Linked DNA regions of Sus scrofa: region 1 is linked to region 2. The links are chromatin contacts, called in public HiChIP or PLAC-seq maps. All regions are on one chromosome and are shown on one strand. The core of a region is the stretch at or near the end of the contact, and the rest is flanking DNA. Distances in the headings are between cores, read along the strand shown. Region 1 holds the start of POLM (DNA-directed DNA/RNA polymerase mu). Region 2 holds the start of YKT6 (YKT6 v-SNARE homolog).

Region 1 (5,574 bases), core at 2,081-4,580, 110 kb after region 2:
CTCTTCTGTAAAAGATGCCACGGTTTCTCAAAAATAAAGCGTATCTGGGGATCCTGCTGTGGCGCAGTGGCTTAAGAATCCAACTGCCGGAGTTCCTGTTGTGCCTTAGCAGGTTAAGAACCCGACTAGTATCTGTGAGGATGCGGGTTCAATCCCTGGCCTCGCTCAGTGGGTTAAAGATCTGGGGTTGCCGTAGTTCACAGATGCAACTCAGATCCCAAGTTGCTGTGGCTATGGCGCGAGCCCCATTTGTAGACTTGTAGCTCAGATTCGACCCCTAGCCTAGGAACTTCCATATGCTGAGGGTGCAGCCCTAAAAAAAAAAAAAGGGGATCCAACTGAAGCAGCTCGGGTTATTGTGGGGGTGCAGGTTCTCTCTCTCGCCCGGCACAGTGGGTTAAAGGATCCAGCGTTGCTGCAGCTGCATTTCAGATTCAGTCCCTAGCCCAGGAACCTCCATGTGCTGGGGGTGTGGCCATCAAAAAAAAAAAAAAAAAAAAAAAAGCGTGATCTCTTTGTGTTACATAGCCTGCCAGGCCCCTGACAAGCCACAGTCCCCACATAAGCACATGAGCACATCTCCAGCTCTCAGAACCTGAACCCTGTGGCTCTAATGGATCCTTGCTGATCAGGAAGGTCAGTCTCCCAGCCCAGGCCGTGAAGCCCATCAGCAGAGTCCAGACCTGAGTCTGGCGCAGAGCTGTGGACTCACGGTTGTGGGTTGAATGGTGGCCCTCCCCAGTTCATACCCTTGGGAAAACTCTGAACCATATTTGGAATAAGGGTCTCTACAGATGTGATTAAGATGAGAATTTCAAGATCAGGTCATCCTGAATTAAGGGTGGGCCTTAAACCCAATAACGGGTATCTTTAAAAGGAAAGGGGAGCCTATAAAATTGGATTGTGATGATCATTGTACAACTATAAATGTAATACATTCATTGAGTAATAAAAAAATAATAAAATAAATAAATAAATAAACGGAAAGGGGAAGGTACAGAGGGAAGGCGGCCATTGGAGATGGGGCAGAGGTTGGAGGGATGCAGCCAGGAACCACCAGAAGCAAGAAGAGGTGGGAACAGCCTTCCCCTCGAACGTTCTGAGGGAACATGGCCCTGCTGTCAGCTTACTCATAGAGTTCTGGCCTTCAGAACGGCGAGAGAAGACATTTCTGTTGTCTTCAAGCTCTCTGATTTGTGGTCATTTGTTGTAGCAGCCACAGGACCCAAGTTCCAGGTGCTATGAATCGTGTTCCTCCAAATGCAGGTGTCGAAGCCCCAACCTCCAATGCGACTGCCTTTGGAGAAAGGGCTTCTAGGAGTAAAAAGGTGACATGAGGTCAGAAGGGGGGGTGCAAACTCAATAGGACTGATGGCCCGATAAGAGGAAGGTTCCCTCTCTCTCTCTCTGCCTTTCTCCTCCTCTCTCTACGAGCACACAGAGATGGCGTTGGCGCACAGGGAGACGGCGGCCACCTACAAGCCAAGGGTGAAGGCCTCAGAATGACACCTGCCTTGCCAGCATCTTGATCCTGGTTTTCCAGCCTCTAGAACGATGAGAAATGTTCCTGATGCTTCAGCTGCCCTGTCTGTGGTATTTTCATGCATCAGCCCAAGGGACAGATACACCAGGCAGCCCAAACCCACAGCGATGGGGTGTGTAGCTCAGAAAGGCCCAGGGCCAGTGCTAGAGGCCAGAGCTTTGGGCCAGTGGCCCTCAGGAGCTTCAGTCCAGCAGCATCAGCAGTCTGGCCGCACACTCCCGGCTCCAGAATGTTGCTGGCGAGTAGCCCGCAGGAGATGAGAGCCGGGAGGGGGGGTGGGCTTCAGAGCCAGGGCAGAATCCTGGCCCCACAGGCCAAGGACAGGTGCCAAGAGCCCTGAAGTGAACTTCAAAGAAGCTGCTCCGTGGGGAGGTTTTATGAAGGTCACGAGGACTGAAAAATCACTCCCAGAGGCCTCTCTGAACTGGAAGTAGGAACAGGAAATCCTTAGATGAGATTCATCTTGGAAAAATGCAAGCTCATACATCTGGGTACAGCTAATCCAAACACAGCCTGAGAGAGCCACAGTGCGGAGCAGGGGGGCGGACTGCCACCCGCAGGGCAGCCGAAGGGGCCCAGCCAGGAGGTCACCTCTGCACAGCCTCTGATTCTTGCTTGTTTTTTAGGGCCGCACCTGTGGCATATGGAAGTTCCCAGGCTATGCGTCGAATAGGAGCTGCAGCTGCCGGCCTACACCACAGCCACAGCCGTGCAGGGTCCAAGCTGCATCTGCGAACTACACTGCAGTCCTTAAGCCACTGAGCAAGGCCAGGGTTCAAACCCATGTCTTCATGGATACTAGTCAGGTTCCTTATTGCTGAGCCGCAGTGAGAACTCCCTACAGCCTCTGATTTTTGTGGAGGCGGGGGTTGGCTTCAGTGTGGGCAGCGGGAGGCTGGGGACTTAGACATCTGGGAACCCCAAGCCAGGTTTATTGGAAATAGAGGGCTGAGGTCTCGCTTCCCAGCTGGCCGGGCAGTGACCTGGTGGTCCAGGGAGGGGAGGGGAGGAGCATGCCTACCATCAGTGCCGTGGCCTTGCCCACTGGTGCCCAGGCCTCCACTCAGTGGGCACTGAGGATCTCCCTCCTCCCTCAAAGACCTCCCTGGGCCTGTGGAAAGCCCTGTTTTCCTCTGTTCTGCAGTCTCTCAAGACCACACGGGTTTGATCTGGATTCCGGCAACCCGAAGAAGCACCGAGGCACTGTAGGTAGGTCAGACATCCTTTTATTGGCTTCGAGAGCCGTGGTGAAGTCCCTGCCACCTTTTTTACTGGTACAGAACAAAGCCAGCAATTTGCTGAGGCGTTACTCAAGGGGCGGTGGTCATCGGGTTCTATGGCCCGTGCACACGCAGAGCTATGATTCTATACTAGCTGCTGTGGCACTTCCCCATCGGAACATGGTGGCAGGCAGAAAGGGCCTGCGTTATCCCATTCTCCCCACATCCTCATTTTTGCAAGTTGCCCAGTGTTTTAAGGATTCAGATGTGATGGGTCCTTCAGGTGTGATGGGTCTCTCCCCAGGAGAGAAACCAGGTGCCCCGGATGAAGAGGAACAGAAGTGGTGGCAGTCCCGTCGTGGCTCAGCAGAAGCAAATCCGACTCGTATCCATGAGGACACAGGTTCCATCCCTGGCCTTGCTCAGTGGGTTAAGGATCTGGCATTGCTGTGAGCTGTGGTGTAGGTCGAAGATGAGGCTCGGATCCCGAGTTGTCGCAGCTGTGGCATAGGCTGGCAGCTACAGCTCCGATTCAACCTCTAGCCTGGGAACCGCCATATGTCACAGGTGTGGCCCTTAAAAAAAAAAGAGGGACAGGAATGGCTTCAGGGGATAGACAGCAGCCCCCTGAGGAGAGGCAGAAGCCACAGACTGGGAACTCAGTTCCGAGAACCCCTTCCAGGGACCCTGGGCGCTCTTCCTTCTCCGATGGCAGGAGAAATGAGCACAGGAAGTGAGAGAGGTGCCACATCCAGGGCTCCTGGCTTTGAAGTGGTGTCCTGGGCCCAGGAGGGCCGGTTGGGAACTGATGCGGAGGCCCATCTGCCTCCCTCAGCCACCTGTCCACCGACAAGAGCAGGACCCCAGGGGAGAAGATTTGGGCAAGTGGTGGGACCAGGGGTGACATGGTCTAACAAGGTGATTGCAAAACCTAGAAAGAAACATGGGAACCCTCAGTATGGTCTAGATGTCAGCTTTCCCAACCTGATCTAGGGACTCAGCACAGTACCAGTTCTTGGAAAAGCAACTGCTGGTGAGGTTTTTGTTGTCATTTTGCTGGATACGGTGGTCAAATTGGCTTTCCAAAAGCCCCTCCTACAAACTGCCAATTCCCTCACACCTTTAAAAGGTGAGGTCAATTTTGTAAACACCCGGTAATGTGACAGGTGAAGATACTCTCATTTGAACTGGCCCTTCCCTAGGGATTGGACAGGTGGGGCAGTATTTCATCTGTGAAATGCCTACTGGTGTTCTTGCTCTTTGCCTTTCCCTCATTTATCTTAGGACAATTTCATAATTACAGGAATTGGATTTAAATTCAAAATGTGTTACGCTCTTCCCCCATTTGCCTTTTAATTTTAAAATACATTTTAAATTTGTGTGTAGTCAAGTGTATCGTCCTTCTCCTTTGGGTCTCCAGGTTTATTGTGATACTTAAGACTATAAAAACATTCACCGACGCCGCAGTACATTTGTTGTTTCGTTTTTAGAGTTGAATGTTTGATCCATCTGGATTTTATTTCAGTATTAGGCACTGAGGGAGGGAGCCAACTTCTACTTTTCCAAATGGCCGGCCAGTCGTCCCAACGCCATTCGACTGAAAAGACTTTAAAACCCTTCCCGGGGCTTGAAGCGGCCGCTCCCCCAGCTCACTCCAAGCTCGCGTGTCCGCCGGGGCCCGGGTTCAGGGACCCCGCGCCGCCAGGTTTCTGCGGCCCACCGGCCCAAGAGCCCTGGTGCAGCGCGACCCAGTCGGAGGGGGCGAACAGCAGGGCCTGGGGCCGATACGCCCCTCGGCTGAGAACGGATCCCTCTCCTACCCGCCCAAGATCGACCACCAAACCCCCGACACCGCCTTGCAATTTCCCCTGCTGCCCTCCGAGGACGAACCCCGACGCCCGCCTGGAGGTTTCCCCAACCTCTAGCCTCCTCCCTCCGGGCTCAGACCCTTTACTCTCGCCCCCTCCCCCCTCCCGCTCTCTTCCCGGGTGGTCTCAAGAATGGGGCGGGGCTTTCGGCGAAGGTAATTTAAATAAAAGGCGTGTGCTCCGGTTCTATTTGCATAGAGGCGGGGCCTCTGGAGCCGGGAGGCCGGAACACCCAGTCGGGTGGGAGCCCTGGACCTCCTCCTCCCTCCGAGAGACTCTGGGGGCGGGAGCCTTCCGGACCTAATTTGCATGGGGCGGGGCTTGCCTCCCCGAGAGGAGCCGGGCGCCACTTCGCTCTTCAGCCGGCTTCCGCCGCTTGCTTCCGCCTTCCGCCGGCTCTCCTTCTGCTCTCCTGCCGGCTTCTCCGTGTCGCGGGGCGCCGAGGCCAGGGCCGGGATGCTCCCCAGACGGCGGCGAGCGCGGGTCGGGCCGCCTGAGGCCGCCCCCTCCTCCGCCGCGCGCTTCCCCGGGGTCGCGATCTACTTGGCCGAGCCACGCATGGGCCGCAGCCGCCGGGCCTTCCTCACACGCCTGGCGCTCTCCAAGGGCTTCCGAGTCCTGGACGCCTACAGGTGCGCGGTCCCGGCGAGGCTCGCGGCCCGGCGGGGCCACCTGCCCGGGGCCCATCTGCCCTGGGGGCGCGGGGCGGGTGCGGCGCGCACGGTCTCGCCTCACTGGGGGCCGTGGCTCGCCCGTGTCGATTCGGCATCACCGTGCCTTCGCGCCCGGTGGACCCGAGGGCGCTGCAGCGTGGCGTGATGACCTGAGCCCAAAATGCCCGTGCTCGGTACTTTGCAGCTGACCAGCCACTTTGACTTTGTTTCTTTACAGCTGGGGATTTTGAAGCCTGAATTGACTTGCACGCAGCTGGCCCCGGGGCAGA
Region 2 (6,040 bases), core at 876-3,375:
AACAAATGCTGGAGGGGGTGTGGAGAAAGGGGAACCCTCCTGCACTGTTGGTGGGAATGTAAGTTGGTACAACCACAATGGGTAACACTATGTAGGTTCCTCAGAAAACTAAAACTAGAACTACCGTATGACCCAGCCATCCCACTCCTGGGCAGCTATGCAGGCTAAACCATAATTCAAAGAGGTACATGCACCCCTGTATTCATAGCAGCACTGTTCACAGTAGGCAAGACAGGGAAACTATCCAAATGCCCACTGACAGATGAATGGATTAAGAAGATGTGGTATATATATACACACATACATACAATGGAATACAACTCGGCCATAAATGTATTGCCATTCACAGAGACAGAGATCCAACCGGAGATATCACACTAAGTGAACTAAGTCAGAAAGACAAAGACAAAGACCGTATGATATCACTTATATGTGGAATCTAAAGTATGGCACAAAGCAACTCATCTACAAAACAGGAACAGACCCACACACTTTGAGGACAGACGTGTGACTGACCAGCAGGAGGGGAGGGGGAGGGGATGGACTGGGAGTCTGGGCTTAGTGGATGTGCAAACTATTACATTTAGAACGGAAGAACAATAAGGTCCTACTGTACAGGACAGGGAACTATACCCAGCCCCTCGGGATAGACCATGATGGAAGATAATACTGAAAAAAAAAAAAATATGTGTACGACTGAGTCACTTTACTGTGTAGCAGAAACTGGCAACACACTGTACATCAACTATACTTTCACTAAAAAAAAAAAAGAAGAAGAAGAAGAAGACAACTGCACTGAAAGAATGAAAACAGAATCCAGACGGCAGATTCTACCAGACTTGGGGACTGGGTGACCACAGACCTGGATTCCGTCGGGTCCTTCTCCTTTTGCGCCTGAGTCACCCCCACCCCCCCACAATCCGGCTGGAAGTGTCTGTGGTTCTCCGAATACCCACCTTACTGCATTTACACGCCTCACAAATGTTTGAAAGCTTGGAAGCCCTACAAATCCCACGCGTCCTCCCAAACCATAGAGAGGACCGTAAAGAGCATGTAACTTTGGTGAGTCCTGGCTGGTTCGACATCATCGCTTGGGGCCTCAGTGACTTCATTCACTCGACGGGAGAGTACAGCACTCTCTCCGAGAGGAGGGTAGAAAGCCCCACCGGAACGTCTAAACGTGGCTCTTGAGGCGTGGCACACAAGCTTCCCGGGTCAGAACTACTGAGCGGGAGCTGCGGGCTTAAAACAGAGACTTCTGGGTTTCAACCTACTAGTTCGGACTGTCTGGGCGTGAACCTGGGGAATCTGCACTTTTTCACAGCCCCGTTCTACTTCTCACGCGACCGAAATCCTACAGGAGCCCGCCCTGGAGCGGGGTGCAGAAAGCCTTCCGAGGTCGAAGGGAGAAGGGTTCCTCAGAGGCACAGTCCACAGCCGGAGGAGGAGGCCGCCGCTGGGCTCCGCTACGGGGGGCCGAGCCGCGGGCCTCCCCCGATTCCGGGCCCGGCGATCCCCGCCCAGGCCCGCTCACCTGGACCTCTGGAAGAAGCTGAAGGAGGACACGTCGTACGCGGCTTTGAGCAGCACCACCTTGGGATCGCCTTTGTAGAGGACGCTGAGGCTGTAGAGCTTCATGGCGCCGAGGCCTCGGGCCGGCCACCCGCCCGGCCGCGGGACCGGCTCGCAGGGAGGAGGGCGGCGCCGCCCCTCGAGACCGCCGCCGGCTGCTGACGGGTCGGCCACCGGCTTCCTCCCCCTGGCTCGGGGTTCACTTCCGCTTCCGGTCCGGGGCGGCCGCCTGAGGCTTAACGAAGAGTTTGCGTGCCCCGGATGCAGAGAGGGGCGGCCGGAAACGTGAGCGAGGGGCGGGGCATGGTGCTGCGCGTGCGCGTGCGCTCGCCGCGGTCTCTCGGGGCTGTCTTGGGCCGCCCGGCTCTTTCTCCCGCAGTCTTTAGCCTTTTCCTGCAATCGTCCTCTCCGACGGCCGTCCCTTTTCCGACTGGTTGGTTCTGAGTCTTCTCGGGGGGTCCAGGGTCCCCCAGGACCGTCCTCCCTCCGAGCAGTGAGATCCAGAGCAGCACCCACGAGCCAGTGCTTTGTGCACCCTACAGGGGCGACTTTGATTTATGGGCGAACCGCCTTCCCGGTACCTGTTTTGTAAATCAGATCTCCTTTTGAGTAAAGGGGAGGAACCTTTTCTTCTACAGGCTCCTGCCAGAAGGTAAAGGCATGCCTCTCATTTTCAGATGATCTGATTCCGCTCATGCCCTTCCCAGGCCTTCCTCCTGCCCTCGTGGGAGCAAATCCCTGGTCACACAAGACCCTTGAGCACAACCCTGCAGGGGTGAAGGCTCCCGGGCCTGCCCCACCACCTGTGAAACCAGTTGTCAGACTAACCACTGATTTGAGAGCCAAACTGCTGACCTCACCGAGTAGCAGGGCCGCTTCACCCCAAAAGGGGCAGGTGTAAAGTGACTTGGTGTAAAGTCATTTTGCTTGAGATGTAAAAATAATGCTTTTTTCCGTGGATGGCCATAAATGAGGCTCCGTTCCCTAGGGGTACCGCCTCTTGCCCTTTTCTTGTTTATTAAATGGTAATCAGAAAGCATCTTGAAGGACACACACAAAAAGGGACCTTTTCTTTGGAAGTTGGCAGTAAGCTTCTACAACTATCATGCTAGAAGCAGCCAGATCTGAAATGATGGGAAAGAGATGGTACATTTGAAAAATCAACACCATCCCTCTAAACATTCTAAATTAGGGTGTCTCAACCTCGGTGCTATTGGTATCTTGGGTTGGATAATTCTTGTTGTTAGGGGGCTGTCCAGGCATTGTAGGCAGCATCTTAGGCCTTGTACCTACTAGATGTAGCATTCCACCCGCCACTGGGCAACCAAAAATGTCTCTGGACATTCCCAAATGCGCCCTGGGGAGCAGTGGTTTAGAGGACCATTGCTCTAGATATTCTTGTGGCTGAAGGAAGTTCCCACCACCTGCCCTTTCACTCAGCACCTTCCTCCCCAACCCTCTTCCCTGGGTATTTCCAAGTGCAAAGGATGGAAAGGGATTTTTCTTACATCTCCTTCATTGTGGTACCAAACCTCAAGAACAGCCTTTGGCCAATGCCAGGCCAGCTACCCACAGACAGCACACTAGACAGTGTCACAAGAAGACTGGATGGTGGAGAGCCGTCAGTGTAGTCCTATCCTAACTGCGCTGACACCGCTGCCCGATAGGGGGCGAGCGAGAGCCGTTTCTGAGGAAAACAGGCCCCTTTTCTTTTGCCCCAAAACTTGTACAAAAGGAGGAACCAGGAGGACAGCGTTTGGTTGGAATATATTTAAATGTATTCACTTGACACATAACAGTAGTTTCCCTTATAGCAAACACTTCCTATATGCTACCTTATTTATTTATGTCTTTTTAGGGCTGCACAGGCCGCATATGGAGGTTCCCAGGCTAGGGGTCGAATCAGCTGTAGCCGCCGCCCTACGCCAGAGCCACAGCAACATGGGATCTGACCTACACTGCAGCTCAGGGCAACACCGGATCCTTAACCCACAGAGCAAGGCCAGGGATCAAACCAGCGTCCTCATGGACACTGGTTGGGTTCATTAACCAATGAGCCAGGACGGGAACTCCTATATACTACCTCATTTAATCCTCACAAAAACAGAGGACGATATACCACCTTAGAGACATAGAAACTGAGACCCAGGTTAAGGAGATCGCTAGTAAGACGCACATACCAACACGAAACCACATAACAAACTCATAGCCAGCTCCACCCTAGCAGCTCTCTCCCTCCTCTCACCCTTGCTCAGCCTCCATCCCCCCAGAAAAACTAACTTGGCCAAAGTGGTTACAAACGCCCCACGTTCATCCATCTTTCTCAGAAGCAAGACCCACCTTCCATTCCGTCCCTCCAGCTGTCACCCCAACTTGGATTCAGTCCCAGCCCTGCCACAAACCACCAAACCACAAAAGTGAACAAACCATTAACCTCTCTGGTTATGGTTTCTCTTTCATTTGCAAAACTGGAAAAATATCTTGTTGCTGGAAATGATAAGACATTATATTCCAAGCTCTGGTCATAGTAGATGTTTAATAAGTAACAACAGCAATGATTATATGTGTCGTTATCATTCATGACAAACAGGAGGAGAGGTCACCGTAGGTTACAGGCTGTGGGAAATGGAGATTTTGGCCACAGGCTTAAATTTGTTAGAGGCCTATAGATTGCAGAATAGTATTGTATCTGTTTTAATTTCCTGATTTCAATCATGGTGTTGTGGTTATGTAAGAGAATTCTTTGGTTTTAGGAAATAAACACAAGTACCGAGGGGTAAAGGGATGTCATGTCTGCAGTGGGCTCTCAAAGGGTCCAGAAGTATTTATAATATATATGGAGGGGGAAGCAAATATTGTAAATTTATGTATTTATTTTTATTTATTTATTTATTTATTTTTTAGGGCCACACTTGCGGCATGTGGAAGTTCCCAGGCTAGGGGTCAAATCAGAGCTACAGCTACCGGCCTCCACAGCCGCAGCAACACGAGATCCAAGCTGCACCTGCGACCTACACCACAGCTCATGGCAATGCCGGATCCCTGACCCACTGAGCGAGGCCAGGGATCTTACCCACATCCTCATGGATACTAGTTAGATTCCTTTTCGCCGCACCACGGCAGTAACTCCCAAATATGGTAAATTTAAAGAGTCAGGATGAAGGGTATCCAGGAGTTTACTGTACTGTTCTTGCAGCTGTTCTGTAAGTCCGAAATTATGGGGATAGAAAAAATTGCAGGGAAGACTGGCTGACGTTCTGCATGCAGCATCCACAGGTGAGGGGGTGGCACAGCCCTCTGGAGTCCAGGCCGCCCTAGTGAGCTGGGCTCTAGAGGACCAGCTCATCCATCTGCAGCTCGTTTGTCCATGACAAATGCTTGAGGTCCCTTAAGTTGCCCCCACAGAGTGAGGCAGGCAGCCACCCACCTTCCAGGCTTTGCTCAGCTCACAGAAAGTGCTTGGTTTAGCTGCAGAGCAGAACCCTCTAGGGAGGTGGATAAAAGCTGGGAGAGAGGCACACCCCAGGAGGCCCAGCCCAGGGGGAACCCAGCCATTCAAAAATGGGCAACCGATGTGGTCAGGCCTCCAAAGGAGTTCAGAGCATGTCACCTTGAATATGACACTTTGACATACTGATTATTTTGAGTTCTTTGAGAAATAGCAGATGCAAGAAGGGCTCTCTGGTCCTCATTTTTATTTTTATTTATTTATTTTTTTTCTTTTTATGGCCACACCTGCAGCATATGGAAGTTCTCAGGCTAAGGGTCAAATCAGAGCTACAGCTGCTGGTCTACGCCACAGCAACGCTGGATCTGAGCCACGTCTGTGACCTGCACCACAGCTCAGGGCAACGCTGGATCCTTATTAACCCACTGAGCAAGGCCAGGGATCAAACCTGCGTCTTCATGGATAGCAGTCGGGTTCGTTAACGCTGAGCCACAATGGAAACTCCTGATCCTCGATTTATTCCTGAAGCAGGAGATTAAACTTCTGTGTGAAAAGTACCCTCTCTGTACCAGGAGGAAGGAAGCTATTCCTATCACCAGAGATGAATGGAGGCCAAGAGAAATCTGTACAAACCAACCCTGTTAAACCAGCCCTCATCTCCCTAGTCACTTCCCCTCAATTTACTCTCCCTACCCACCACCCCTTCACAAATTTACAGTTTCTTTCATAAAGGTATAAAAGCGTTTTCTCTGGTCATGTCTTTGGATCTTCATTCTCTTGTGAAGGCTCCAATGTATCAGTAAACATTTAAATGAAACTCTTATGCGTTTCTCCTGCTAATGTCAGTTTAATCTTTAGGCCCAGCTGGAGGCCCAGAGGGCAGAGGAGAATTTTTCCTCCCTTGCTCCTCCTTGGTAGTTCACCAAGTCTAAGGAGCAGAGGCTTGATGCCATCAGCAGACCAGTCCCCAGGAACACTGCTTACTATCGCAATGGCTCACCCAGATGTTCTGTGCTCCCA

The links. HiChIP or PLAC-seq counts read pairs in DNA pulled down with a chosen protein or histone mark.
Region 1: a contact with region 2 is called in an H3K27ac HiChIP or PLAC-seq map of alveolar macrophages. The contact joins the promoter of POLM here to the promoter of YKT6 in region 2. A contact is called at or near these places in 3 of 5 promoter capture datasets (fetal skeletal muscle, liver and skeletal muscle), 19 of 47 Hi-C or Micro-C datasets (adipose tissue, alveolar macrophages, brain and 13 more) and 2 of 2 datasets of contacts at active chromatin or transcription factors (alveolar macrophages and skeletal muscle).

Annotation. Positions count from the first base shown.
Region 1 is chr18:51,074,515-51,080,088 of Sscrofa11.1, forward strand. It overlaps POLM (DNA-directed DNA/RNA polymerase mu), which reads left to right and starts at 3,331. Exons shown (of 11, transcript XR_309140.3): 1 at 3,331-5,263.
Region 2 is chr18:50,969,259-50,975,298 of Sscrofa11.1, forward strand. YKT6 (YKT6 v-SNARE homolog) reads right to left here and starts at 2,126. Exons shown (of 7, transcript NM_001244914.1): 1 at 1,535-2,126. The coding sequence starts at 1,638.